Regions from separate parts of the Mus musculus genome. Here all the other regions are linked to region 2. The links are chromatin contacts, called in public HiChIP or PLAC-seq and promoter capture Hi-C maps. All regions are on one chromosome and are shown on one strand. The core of a region is the stretch at or near the end of the contact, and the rest is flanking DNA. Distances in the headings are between cores, read along the strand shown.

Region 1 (3,525 bases), core at 940-3,439, 560 kb after region 2:
TCTTCCTCCTCCTCCTCCTCCTCCTCCTCCTCCTCCTCCTCCTCTTCTTCTTCTTCTTCTTCTTCTTCTTCTTCTTCTTCTTCTTCTTCTTCTTCTTCTTCTTCTTCTTCTTTCTCCTCCTCCTTCCTCCTCCTCATCCATGTGGGGCTAAGAGGCAAGCATGCTTTGGCATACATGGTGAGGTTAGAGAACAACTTGAAAGAGTCAGTTCTCTCCTTCCTTACATCCCACTGTGGAGTCTAAGGATCAACTCGGCTGACTAGGTTTTCCCAGCAAGCAGCTTCACACTCCGAGCCACCTCTTTATTATCTCCTCCCAGATTATTCTGCCCCTTTCTTGTTGACACAGGGCTTCACTTTGCAGCTCAGAGATCCCCCTGCCTCAGCTTCCCGTGTGCTGGGACTTCAGGTGTAACCCACCACACCGAGTTTCAGCTTATATTCTTGATTCCCTTCTGTTAACCATTCTTTACCAATTAGCCAGCTATCTGCTAGACATACGATGAATGTCACAAGCTTTCCCTCTGTGGCTCCTAGTTTATGATCTATTCTTACTATTTGACTAAATCCACCATATCCTTCTTTTTTCCCTGCATCTTTGGGGATCCGTTTAAAGTGAACATTTGAGAAGTTGAACTGAGTACTTTCCGACATACTGAAAAACACCTGTCGTGGGAGTGACACAGGCCGGTGGCAGGTATGATCCAGTTGGCCTTGAACTAGTCAAGGCTTCACTCTCTGGGCCCAGAATCTGCATCTCAGAACATTCAGGGGTCTCTCTGGGCCTTCTGCTCCCCAGTCCACCTCAGCCTTTAACAAGACTGCCTAAGCCACTCCAGAGCTCATTCAAGGCTATTCATCTCTGAGAAAAGGTCACCCTTAAGCTTATTGTGGTCTGGAAATGATTGTGACAAAATTGTCATTGTAACAACTTCCTTGAAGAGATTTCAAGCCCTTTATTACCCATACAATAGTTGAGCTGTTAGGGACAGAACAATAACACCCCTTGAAATGCAGGCGACACCTGCTTCCTGGTGGTTCTCGGCTGCTCAGTCTCTCCAAGTTGTAGGTGAACAAATGGCCTCTTTGGTCACCAAGGCCAACCTGAGTTGTAGGTTGAGTGCCAGAACAGATGGGGGATGGGGGAGGGCTGGGCTGGTTGACTTGGCCCAGAGAAGAGGGCATGGCGGGCCAGGTTACAAACATGGGGTTATGTACTATTCCGTATGTGTAGGCAGCAGGAGACCAGGGTTAGTAGGAGCAGGAAACTGAGCCCCACACCTGAGGTGGTAGAGAGATATGGAGGAGCCAGGGAAGCAGAGACCATCTCGGGCGGGAATAACAAACAGACGATATAGGAGGTAAGGGTGGGGAACAGCAGAGCAGGAGGCCAGGAAGATTCAGCTCCGCATGGGCGGGCTAGACACAAACGTGATCAGAACAACGGGCTCCTGTCTAGAGTGTAAGTGTGCATATTGCAAAGCAAGCGGAGATTGGAGAATAGTGGGCAGGAGTAGCAACAGGTGATAAACCAGCATTGGAAACAGCCTGGCCACTGGTCCACATAACCCCTAGCCTGGTCTCTGATGCTTGTAGACACTCGGTAATAAAGCAAGTCCTTTTCTTTCACCACTACTTCAGAGAGGGCACCTTCTCCACCTGCTGCCTACCGAAGATGGGCTGATCCTGTGAATTTGCACAAGGAGTAAGCCTTGTCTACATGCCTCCTCCTCCTAAGGGAAATGCTAATCGCCAAGAAAAGCGACTCATTTCTGTGAATCCCTTTATCTTAGTTTCCGATTCGCAGTCTCTTTGTGGTTTCGTTGAGAAGAGCTTAATCTGGATGTGATGTGTAATTCACAGCTACTTGGCTAAGACCAGGCAGAAACATTCAGACCCTGAATGAGGCTTTGGCCCAAACAGCATTCTATGCTGGGGCTTTCAAGTAAGGGCAGTGACAGACCACAGTCACATCTAGGGAAGTGAGTGCTGCACGGGTCCCTGACTTTCCATACCTCCCTGTGAGAACTGGCTCCCCCAAGTAACCTGTGGCCCAGAGGACCGCCGCAGTGGGCCACTGAGGACCACTTAAGTCAGGACCTCAACTCACCTCGGACCTGGGGCTCCTGCCCTCCGGTAGGCTGGGCTTTCTGCCCCGCCCTCCTGCCTGATGACATCATGTTTAGGGTTGAGTCGCGGCATTAAAAAGCAGCCTACAGGCAGCCACGAGTCTACACAACCAACGTGCACGTCTTGGTCCCAGGCTAAGTGCACACTGTGCTGGTGCGCCGCTGCCAGCTCCGAGCGCCCCACAGCTCCGAGTGAGTGGCAGCTTTGAGTCGCCAGGACAAAGATGCCTCACCGCAGCCTGCGCGCGACTGTCGTCCTCCTGTTGGTGATCCTTAAGAAGCAGCCTTCCAGCTCAGCCCCACTCAACGGTAAAGTTTCTGCTTACTTAAAAAAAAAAAAAAAAAAAAAAAAAAAAAAAAAAAGAGTCCTGTGCACTGAGCCATGCCTGGGCAGAGAGAGGATTTCTGCCAGGCTCTTGCAAGATAAAGTAAAATCACTACTGAGCGAGTAAGGAAGTTGCTGTGTGCCTAGCACATTTTCAAGAAAGGATGCTAGCTTTGGGATCGTTTGGGATGCACTGTTAGCTGAGGTTAGTTGGAGGCACTTTTTTTTAACGGTGCTTGGTGCACAGTTGTAGTTACTCATTTGCCTCTTTTCTGAGCACACTACCTCTGGAGATGGGGCTTGGAAACTTGCTAGCCAGGATCCCGGAACCACGTGCAGAGCGCTGAGAAAGGACTGTCTTCCTGTGTGCTGTGATCCGCAAGAAGGGGTGTCTGGCTGATCGTCAGAACCCTCAGAGAGGCAGTTAACCAGTAGGTTTCACACTCCGTGTCCAGGGGATAATGTAGCCCACCGTTAGTCATTGTCTTTCCCCTCGAGATCTCTGCTACACTGAACCTACATGTGTGCGCACATGCCTTATTTCTAACTGTAATAAGGGGCTGAAACCCGAAGGGCAAGTATGCTGAACAGGGTGTCAGGTTGAGGTGGGAAGAGGAGCCTGAATTGTGGGCTCATGTCCAAAGCCTGGATAATTAACTCCTTTGGAATAAGAAAAGGAAAAGCAAGCTTTAGCCTGCCTCTCCCTCAGGCTACTACTAACCTTAGGGAGAAGGTGGGGACTGGGTCCTGCTTGTTTGTGTCAATGGGTCCCCACACTGTGGTGATACTTGTTCTTGGGTTGCAATAGAAGGGACCAAGAGTGACCCCAGTGGCTGAACAATGATTCCCCTGGCCAGGCAGCGGGGAGAGAGCCCAGCTCCTGCCCAGCAGTATCAGAGCTCTGCTCTCCTTCCCCCCTTGGAGGACCACACTCTGCCGGTGGGCAACAAGCCACTACCCCTTTACTGAACCTTCATCGACTGGCTGGCAGGATCTGCCTACTATCACCTTTCCCACGCAGTCAGGAAGAAGCAGAATGTGGGAGAAGTCCCACAAAAGTGGCGATCAATTT
Region 2 (3,248 bases), core at 287-2,786:
CCTCTGTCCACTGACTTCAGAAGCCATCAGATGGTAGCTACTTCTCTCTAGCATGCTATTCTGAGGAGAACCCCAGAACCTGCACAAACCTGAAAGTCACACGCAAGTGAAGGTCTGGGATCTTCCCTGAGACTGTTCAAGACACAATGAGAGAGTTGGGCGGTACTCAGTGGCATTTTCAGGGTTCCTGGTGTTGAAAAGGCTGAGGGGTAGTGTGCTCCTTGGGCACATTTCACATGTCACCCTCCGCCAGTGCTACTCAGGACTTCACTGGAAGCTACCAGAAGGGTTGTTGTTCCCACTTTCTGGTGGCTGACCACACATGGATGATAGGGCAGGACTTTGGACTACACCCATGACTCAGAATCTTACATCCTTAGCTCTAGGGAGGATCCCTAAGGGGGGATCTGTGCTACTTTTCTTGTTGCTGTGAGAAAGTACTCAAGGGGTGGGGGAGGCAACTCAAGAACGGGCTCACAGTTAGAAGGTATAGGGTATAGTCCATCATGGCAGCAGGAGCGTGGCGCAGCTGGGTACATTGTGCCCAGCCTCAGGAAGGGGGGGGAGGGGAAGGGGAGGGGGAGGGAGAGAGAAATATGAGGTGAATCCTGGTTCTCTGTTCACAGAGAGCCCTCTAAACTGCACAGATCTGAAAGGTCACACGCAAAGGTCTGGGATCTTCCCGGAGGCTGTCCCAGATATTGCAGCAATGGTCAGAGAAGAGCAGCCCTCACTAGCCAGTTTCTCCTCACCGATTTTTTTTTTTTAATTCCTGGACCCCAGCCCGTGGACCATTGCTGTGCACATCTAGGGCTGGTCTCACTAAAGCTCTGGAAACACAATCTAGAAATTCCTATAGGCATACCCAGAGGTTTATCTCCTGATTGTAAATCCAGTCACATTGACAGTGTTAGCTGTCACAGTGACTTAGGGCTGGAGGCTCTAGGTGGCCATCCTTAAAATGTCTCTGGTCTTGAATGGAGACCATTGAACTTCAGTTTTGTTTCCAGCCACCAACGCTACCACTGATATTTTCTCCTTCTGATAATTTGCAAAAGGAAGGGAGAATCAACTCCCAAGTCCTTCATTAAGACAGGCTTAATGGTGATACACGGACTACACTCAAGAATGGTGCCAGGGTTGGCGTGGTAATAGGCAAATATGGGCAGTCTTCAAGCTGGGCCGGGAATGAGTGGGGCACATGAGAGCTTCCTACCCTTGTGTGGAGCGAGGTCCCCAGAGAATCTGATCAGTCAGGGTGTGCGTGGGTGGGGACGAAGGGCAGAGAAATTCTGTTTTCTGGCAATTGTGCTGGGTTGTGAAGTGCGTTGATCATTAGCTTACTCAAGTTGATTCGTTCCAGGTGGCACAGCATGTGAGAGACAGGGCGGGAAGGGACGAGCATCCAAGTCCTCACCTCGGGGCGGTCCCGCGGGGGTTCCAGCAGGGGGCGCCCCGAGCTCCGGGCCGAGTGTCCGGGCGCGCCTCCAGCCGGCGCCTGGGACCGGGCTGGCCGCTCCGCCCCCTCTGCTCCTCGGCGGCTCTGCGGGCGGACGCCGGGCGCAGGGAGCAGAGCAGAGCGGAGCGCCGCGCACCCCGCCGCGCCCCGGTGCACGTCCAGCTCTCCGCACATGCAGCGCAGCCTTTCGCCGTGAGTAGCGCCCGGGCCGCGGGATTCGACGGCAGCAGTGGCTGGGGTGGTCGGGCATTGCCTGTCTAGGATATAGCCGTTCTGTGGTTTGTGCGCTGGGACGGCACCCGGAGGCCAGTCTGCAGGCTACTACTACCTCGGGGTGCCTCCTAAGCTTGACACTCTGGTCCCAGAGACGGGATGGGGATTGACGGACAGAGGCCTGACATCTGGGCAGGAGAATGGAAACAACCATGCATCAAGTTTGGCCCCCTCAAAAGTCCCCAATAGGAGAGAAACAAGCCCAGCCTCTGTGGGCTCACACCTCCTCCTCCCCGCCTCAGCCCGGGAGGTTGCTTCCTGTGAAATGAACCTCCAGTGTGGCCTAACAGCTGCGGGCAGGTGGAGGGACACTCCCTGGTTCCCTGTCATCTAAAGGTAGCTGGGGGCAGCTCTTTTGGTTTCTGACACTAGTTCCCAACTAACTGGCTTGGCATCCTAGGGGAATTTTGTTGACTAAAAGTGGCTGGTACCTTGACTGCTTCAGAGTTGGGTTCAAAGCCCTCCCTGTCTCCACCTGCCCGCCGGTTAAGTTTTTGGCATCTAAAGTCATGGTATTGATAGACCAGTAGCTGTCTTTGGAGGCTTGACTGAAGTGTCAGGAATGGGTGGGTATCTGTTGCCCCGGGACAACAAACTACCTGCTGGAGGGAATAAACCAGCCAACCCTGACAGCTTCTCTAGAGCCTTCTATTCTGTTAGATGTGGGGGGCAAACAGTCCGGCTGCCCAAAGAAGCTGAACCTTTTATTAAAAGACTGAGTTTTTCTCATGTCAACTCAGGGAGGTGGCTGACCTTCTGAGCCCCAACATCCTTATCAGGGATCATCCAAAGGGGTTCTGTGATGCTAGAGTCTCCTCCCTTCTGCTGGCACTGCTGGCAGTTTCCCCAGACCTGAGTCTGAGGATTCTTCATGTGTGTGTGTATGTGCGCACGTGTTCCAAACCACTGCCTGTCCCTGCCAAACTTGGGCACCTTCTCCTTGGAACTGTTCTCCCAGAAGCCACTGGCTTTCCAGTCCTGAGCCATCCATGGAGGAGTTGTGTGGGTATCAAGAGAAGCCCTGGGAAGTTTGATGGCCTAGCTGTGCCATGGTGGAAAGGTCCCTTTCCCTCTCTGGACCTCAGATTTCTCCTTTTGTCTAACAAGTGACTTAGACCCGATCCCAGTGGGTTCAGACTTTTGTTTCAATGTTAAGTTTTTACCCCAAACCCCAGTCCACAGCAAGGATACCGTGGGATGGGAGTGCTCTGTATCACTTCCTCAGCCTGCTGACTTCTGAGGAAGAGAGTAAACTGGAAAGGTAACTGGGAGGTCCCTTTCTGTGGGGTCCCAGGAGGTCTATGTTACCTCCTAGAGTGTTGCTTGCCATTAAGGCCATGGGTAGGAAGGAGAATTCCCAGGGCCCCCTTGGGAGGATTGTTCACATCCAGATGGGTGTCATCTTTGCAAGGTAGCCTGAGTCTCGGGTCAAAAGGCATAGTCATGTGCCTTGCCTCTGATATGTGGTTTTCAGCTTCTCAAAATTGGTGGTTATAACTCTACCTTCGAGTTACTG
Region 3 (3,605 bases), core at 779-3,278, 660 kb after region 2:
CACTGGCATTGGAATTACAGACAGTTGTGAGCTGCCATGTGGTTGCTGGGAATTGAACTTGGGTCCTCTGGAAAAACAGCCAGTGCTCTTAACTGCTGAGCCATCTCTGCAGTCCTTCTTTTTCTTTTTATTCTATTAACTGTGAAGTTCTATCTCATTTTTTCCTAATGAGTAAAGACAGTAAGCACACTATGACAACTGGCTATTTGTATGATTAAGCATACTGTGAGGCCTGGCTATTTGTAGGTTTTCTTGGAGAGATACCTACTCAGGTCCTTCACTCATTTTCCTTTTTTGAAATCATAATTTGAAATTATAATATAATTGCATTATTTCCCCTTCTCTTCCCCTTAATTTCCACCTTGCATCATTTGTCTCTCTGTTGTCCAGTTTTAGTTCTAACAACTATACAATTTGCCAGCATTTTTCTAGGTTTTCTTTTCATACCCTTGATCATCTGTTGATGTGTAAGTTCTTAATTTGGAGGAAGTCTAGTTGTCCATTTGTGCTGTTGTTGTCATAACTAGGGCTTAACTGCCAGATCTGAGGTCATGAAGGTTTATCTAACATTATGATTCTTTATTTTTTATGGTTTAGCTCAAATATTTAGATTATTGATTCATTTTGAGTTAATTTGTCATGCATTGTGTGAAACAGTTTACATGAAAACTATTTCAATATTTGTTACGGAGCCCAAGAGAAAGCAGCATGAATCAATCAGTAAGGGACACACTAAATTAGGGCTATTCTTTAAGACAGATATGTGCATAGAAACCAGGAGATAAAAACCTGAAGCTGGTGTTCTGAACAAGGTATGGACTCAAGAAAAAAATATGTGAGGCAGATAAGTGTGTGGATTTATGTAAATTTCTGGTGCAAGATACAATCATTCTTTCAGTGATTGTTTAAAAGAATGCATGACTTTTTTCATTGTAATCTGGGAAGTTATTCTTCTATTTTGATGTACCCAAGAAAAACAACGATCAGACTTCAGGATGTTGGTTGGATTTTTCAGACACAATCTCATTTCAGGAAAGCATACATTGCTTCCACCATGACTACTTTAAAAGGAATGTTCCTTTTTATGTACCTAATATTCCTGGCTACAAAACCAAGCCACAACAACAGGCTGACTGCACACTCAAAATGACCAGGGGCTGCAAATCAGAGCAACTAAATAAACAAAGGAGCTTCTATCTTTAAAAAAGTCTTTAAATGCTTTTTAATTTTAAAATTGTTCAAACTTGCTTAGTCTATGCAAGGAGGAAAAAGTAGCCAATTGTGCTTCCATACTTATAATTTTGATATTGGAGTGCCTTGTAAAAATTGTAGGATGTCTTCAGAACTGATTTTGTTGTCAATTTAACTTTAGCTCATTTTACCAGGGGAAATGAGAGAGGAGGGAGGAAATGACCTCCTCCTTAGTGCTGGTCCTGGTGGTTTTGATCTGCTGTCTGATTCGCCTCTCAAACAACCCTTTGTAGCAAGTCTCATTATCCCAAGTTAGTGCCGAAGTATTAGAGGCTCTGGCGCTGAGACTGAGTAACTTGAATATGAACTCATGGCTGGTTGTAAATGCTTTCCAATATAGTAAAGTATTCTGGAATCAGAAGGCTGTCTGCAACAAGAACCTGAGACTTTGGTAATGTTCAGTTTGGTAAATTATGAGGTGTTAAAAAAGTACTGGCTACTGAAACAAGTATATAATTTTGCACCATTTGCTTTTTACAATTAGAAACACTTGCTAGTTTTAGAAAAAGATATATAAACATGAGTCAATATAATTAACATTTTCAGACTTTCTCTGATATTGCCAAAAAAAACAAACAAACAAACAAACAAAAAACCCAAACCAAAACAACAACAACAAAATCCTGTTTTAGGTGGGTGGGTTTTAGCGGCAATGGGCTTGTCTGGCATGTTGGAATTTCCATTATGAAAATATCCCAGTGGGGAAGAAAAGAAGAACAGAGGTAGAAGCTGTAGTATCAAAGGCTGGGTAGAATGATCCAATTTCAGTGAGCCTTTCTGAGAGAAAGCTAGCCACCTGCTGTGGTCTCCTGGGGAACCTGGGCTGGTGCCTGTTGATGTTGTCTGTTATCCAGCTGAAAGGAAATTAGGTTAGCAGCTGCACTGGGCCAAACGGAGCACAGTGTTACCTTCTGGTGTTATCCGGTACTGGGAACAACAGGTCAAGGGATGAGGTCCAGTTTTTCCCATTCTGACAAAAGCAGGCATAGAACCAAAACCCTTGGGGGCTGAAATTTAGGGGCAAGATCCTATGCTGGATTGAAATTGAGTGCTTAAAAGGAAAAGTAAGATAGAATGCTAGGTTGACAAATGAGGGAAAACAGAGGCCCTACCAAAGGGTTCTATATCCTGATAGAGACACCAATGCCTGGTGCTTGATGCAGTCTCACCGGATCCTACAAAGTTCGGTACATCAGAGACTACGGGTCTAGCTCCCACGTGACTGTTTCCCGTAATTTGTATTAATTCCGGAGTTCAACGCTTAGGACTGGGGTTAGGACTAAAGTGTGCACCCCCAGAACCCATGCACATCTTGGCTAGGTAGCAGGCAATCATAATCTCAGCACTTCTTCAGTCAGATGGGAGCTGAATACAAAAGAATTCCCTGAAACTCCCTGCCCAGCTCTCCTGGCACTCACAGCAACAGCCAACCAAACAACAGAGGCCTTGTCACAAACAAGTAGAAGGTGAAGGAAATCCCCAAGGTTGTCATGTGACCCCCACATATGCACCAAATATAGGTTCCTGTCCTCACACTTGCATAGGAATGAAAACACCCCCACCCCCCAACACACACACACCATACACATGCACATATGCACACATGCACAAAAAGATTTTCTTTTTTAAAGAAGAGAATACTGCACACTTAATAAGAAACGTGAGCAACTTAGCGGATGGAGTAGTAGATAGTAATACTCTTCATTAATCTCTTTCTTCATTCATTCACCCAGCAAACCCTCTGAGGGCCTTTTTAAAGGTTTGAGTAGAGTGAGTTTCTTGGTTTTCGATCACATTCTAAGGGGCTGGAGAGATAGCTCAGTGGTAAAGAGTACTTGTTTGCTGACAGAAGTTTCAGTTCTCAGCATCCATATGATGGCTCACAGCCATCTGTAAGACCAGTTCCAAGGGATCCAAAGCCTGCTTCTGGGCTCCTCAGGTATGCAGAGGGTGCACAAGCACACATTAATGTTTGTTTCTGATCTACCAACAAGCAAACAACACAAGTATAGGTACATAATAACCCTTTACTGGATCAAAAACTAAGAATCCTGTTGCCTCAGCTCAGACACAGGGTTACAAAAGTGCACCACCATGCTTGGTCACACTATTTCCTTACTGCCTTGTAAGTTCAGGCCTAGAATTTATTCCCACTTAGAATAAAAAGATGTATAGGTGTCTATGAAATACAACAATCAATGGAAGAAAAAAGCTGGCTTATACACGTGTCCTTTGACCTCCACACACACACATAATAATTGTTAATTTTTTAATTAAAAGAACATTTTGGCCACCATCAGACATTTAAACGTGGATACAACACAGAAAGTTTATATGGTAACTCCTAACAACTT

The links. Promoter capture Hi-C pulls out the DNA fragments that hold promoters and counts their contacts. HiChIP or PLAC-seq counts read pairs in DNA pulled down with a chosen protein or histone mark.
Region 1: a promoter capture Hi-C map of neutrophils shows a contact between it and region 2, with 3 times the contacts expected there. The contact joins the promoter of Car12 here to the promoter of Dapk2 in region 2. A contact is called at or near these places in 15 of 39 promoter capture datasets (the 3T3-L1 cell line, 3T3-L1-derived adipocytes, the C10 cell line and 9 more), 2 of 15 datasets of contacts at CTCF or cohesin (large pre-B cells and pro-B cells), 14 of 484 Hi-C or Micro-C datasets (B cells, CD8 T cells, the G1E-ER4 cell line and 6 more), 6 of 115 datasets of contacts at active chromatin or transcription factors (T-cell acute lymphoblastic leukemia, embryonic basal ganglia, embryonic stem cells and 2 more) and 4 of 9 other capture datasets (adipose tissue, embryonic stem cells, liver and 1 more).
Region 3: a contact with region 2 is called in an SMC1A HiChIP or PLAC-seq map of large pre-B cells, with 8 times the contacts expected there. The contact joins the enhancer-like site here to the promoter of Dapk2 in region 2. A contact is called at or near these places in 9 of 39 promoter capture datasets (the 3T3-L1 cell line, the C10 cell line, cranial neural crest and 6 more), 2 of 15 datasets of contacts at CTCF or cohesin (large pre-B cells and pro-B cells), 12 of 484 Hi-C or Micro-C datasets (CD4 T cells, centrocytes, double positive thymocytes and 6 more), 2 of 115 datasets of contacts at active chromatin or transcription factors (craniofacial prominence and embryonic midbrain) and 1 of 9 other capture datasets (embryonic stem cells).

What each region holds. Positions count from the first base shown.
Region 1 is chr9:66,711,497-66,715,021 of GRCm38.p6, forward strand. It overlaps Car12 (carbonic anhydrase 12), which reads left to right and starts at 2,190. Exons shown (of 11, transcript NM_178396.5): 1 at 2,190-2,437. The coding sequence starts at 2,353.
Region 2 is chr9:66,156,690-66,159,937 of GRCm38.p6, forward strand. It overlaps Dapk2 (death-associated protein kinase 2), which reads left to right and starts at 1,537. Exons shown (of 12, transcript NM_010019.3): 1 at 1,537-1,651.
Region 3 is chr9:66,811,488-66,815,092 of GRCm38.p6, forward strand. Aph1c (aph1 homolog C, gamma secretase subunit) reads right to left here. Exons shown (of 6, transcript NM_026674.3): 6 at 3,507-3,605. Among named protein-coding and RNA genes, the nearest start is that of Aph1b, 18 kb to the left of the region's middle. Within about 2 kb of position 2,029, at least 19 of the 459 cell types and tissues checked have an H3K27ac peak or open chromatin away from gene starts, as enhancers often do.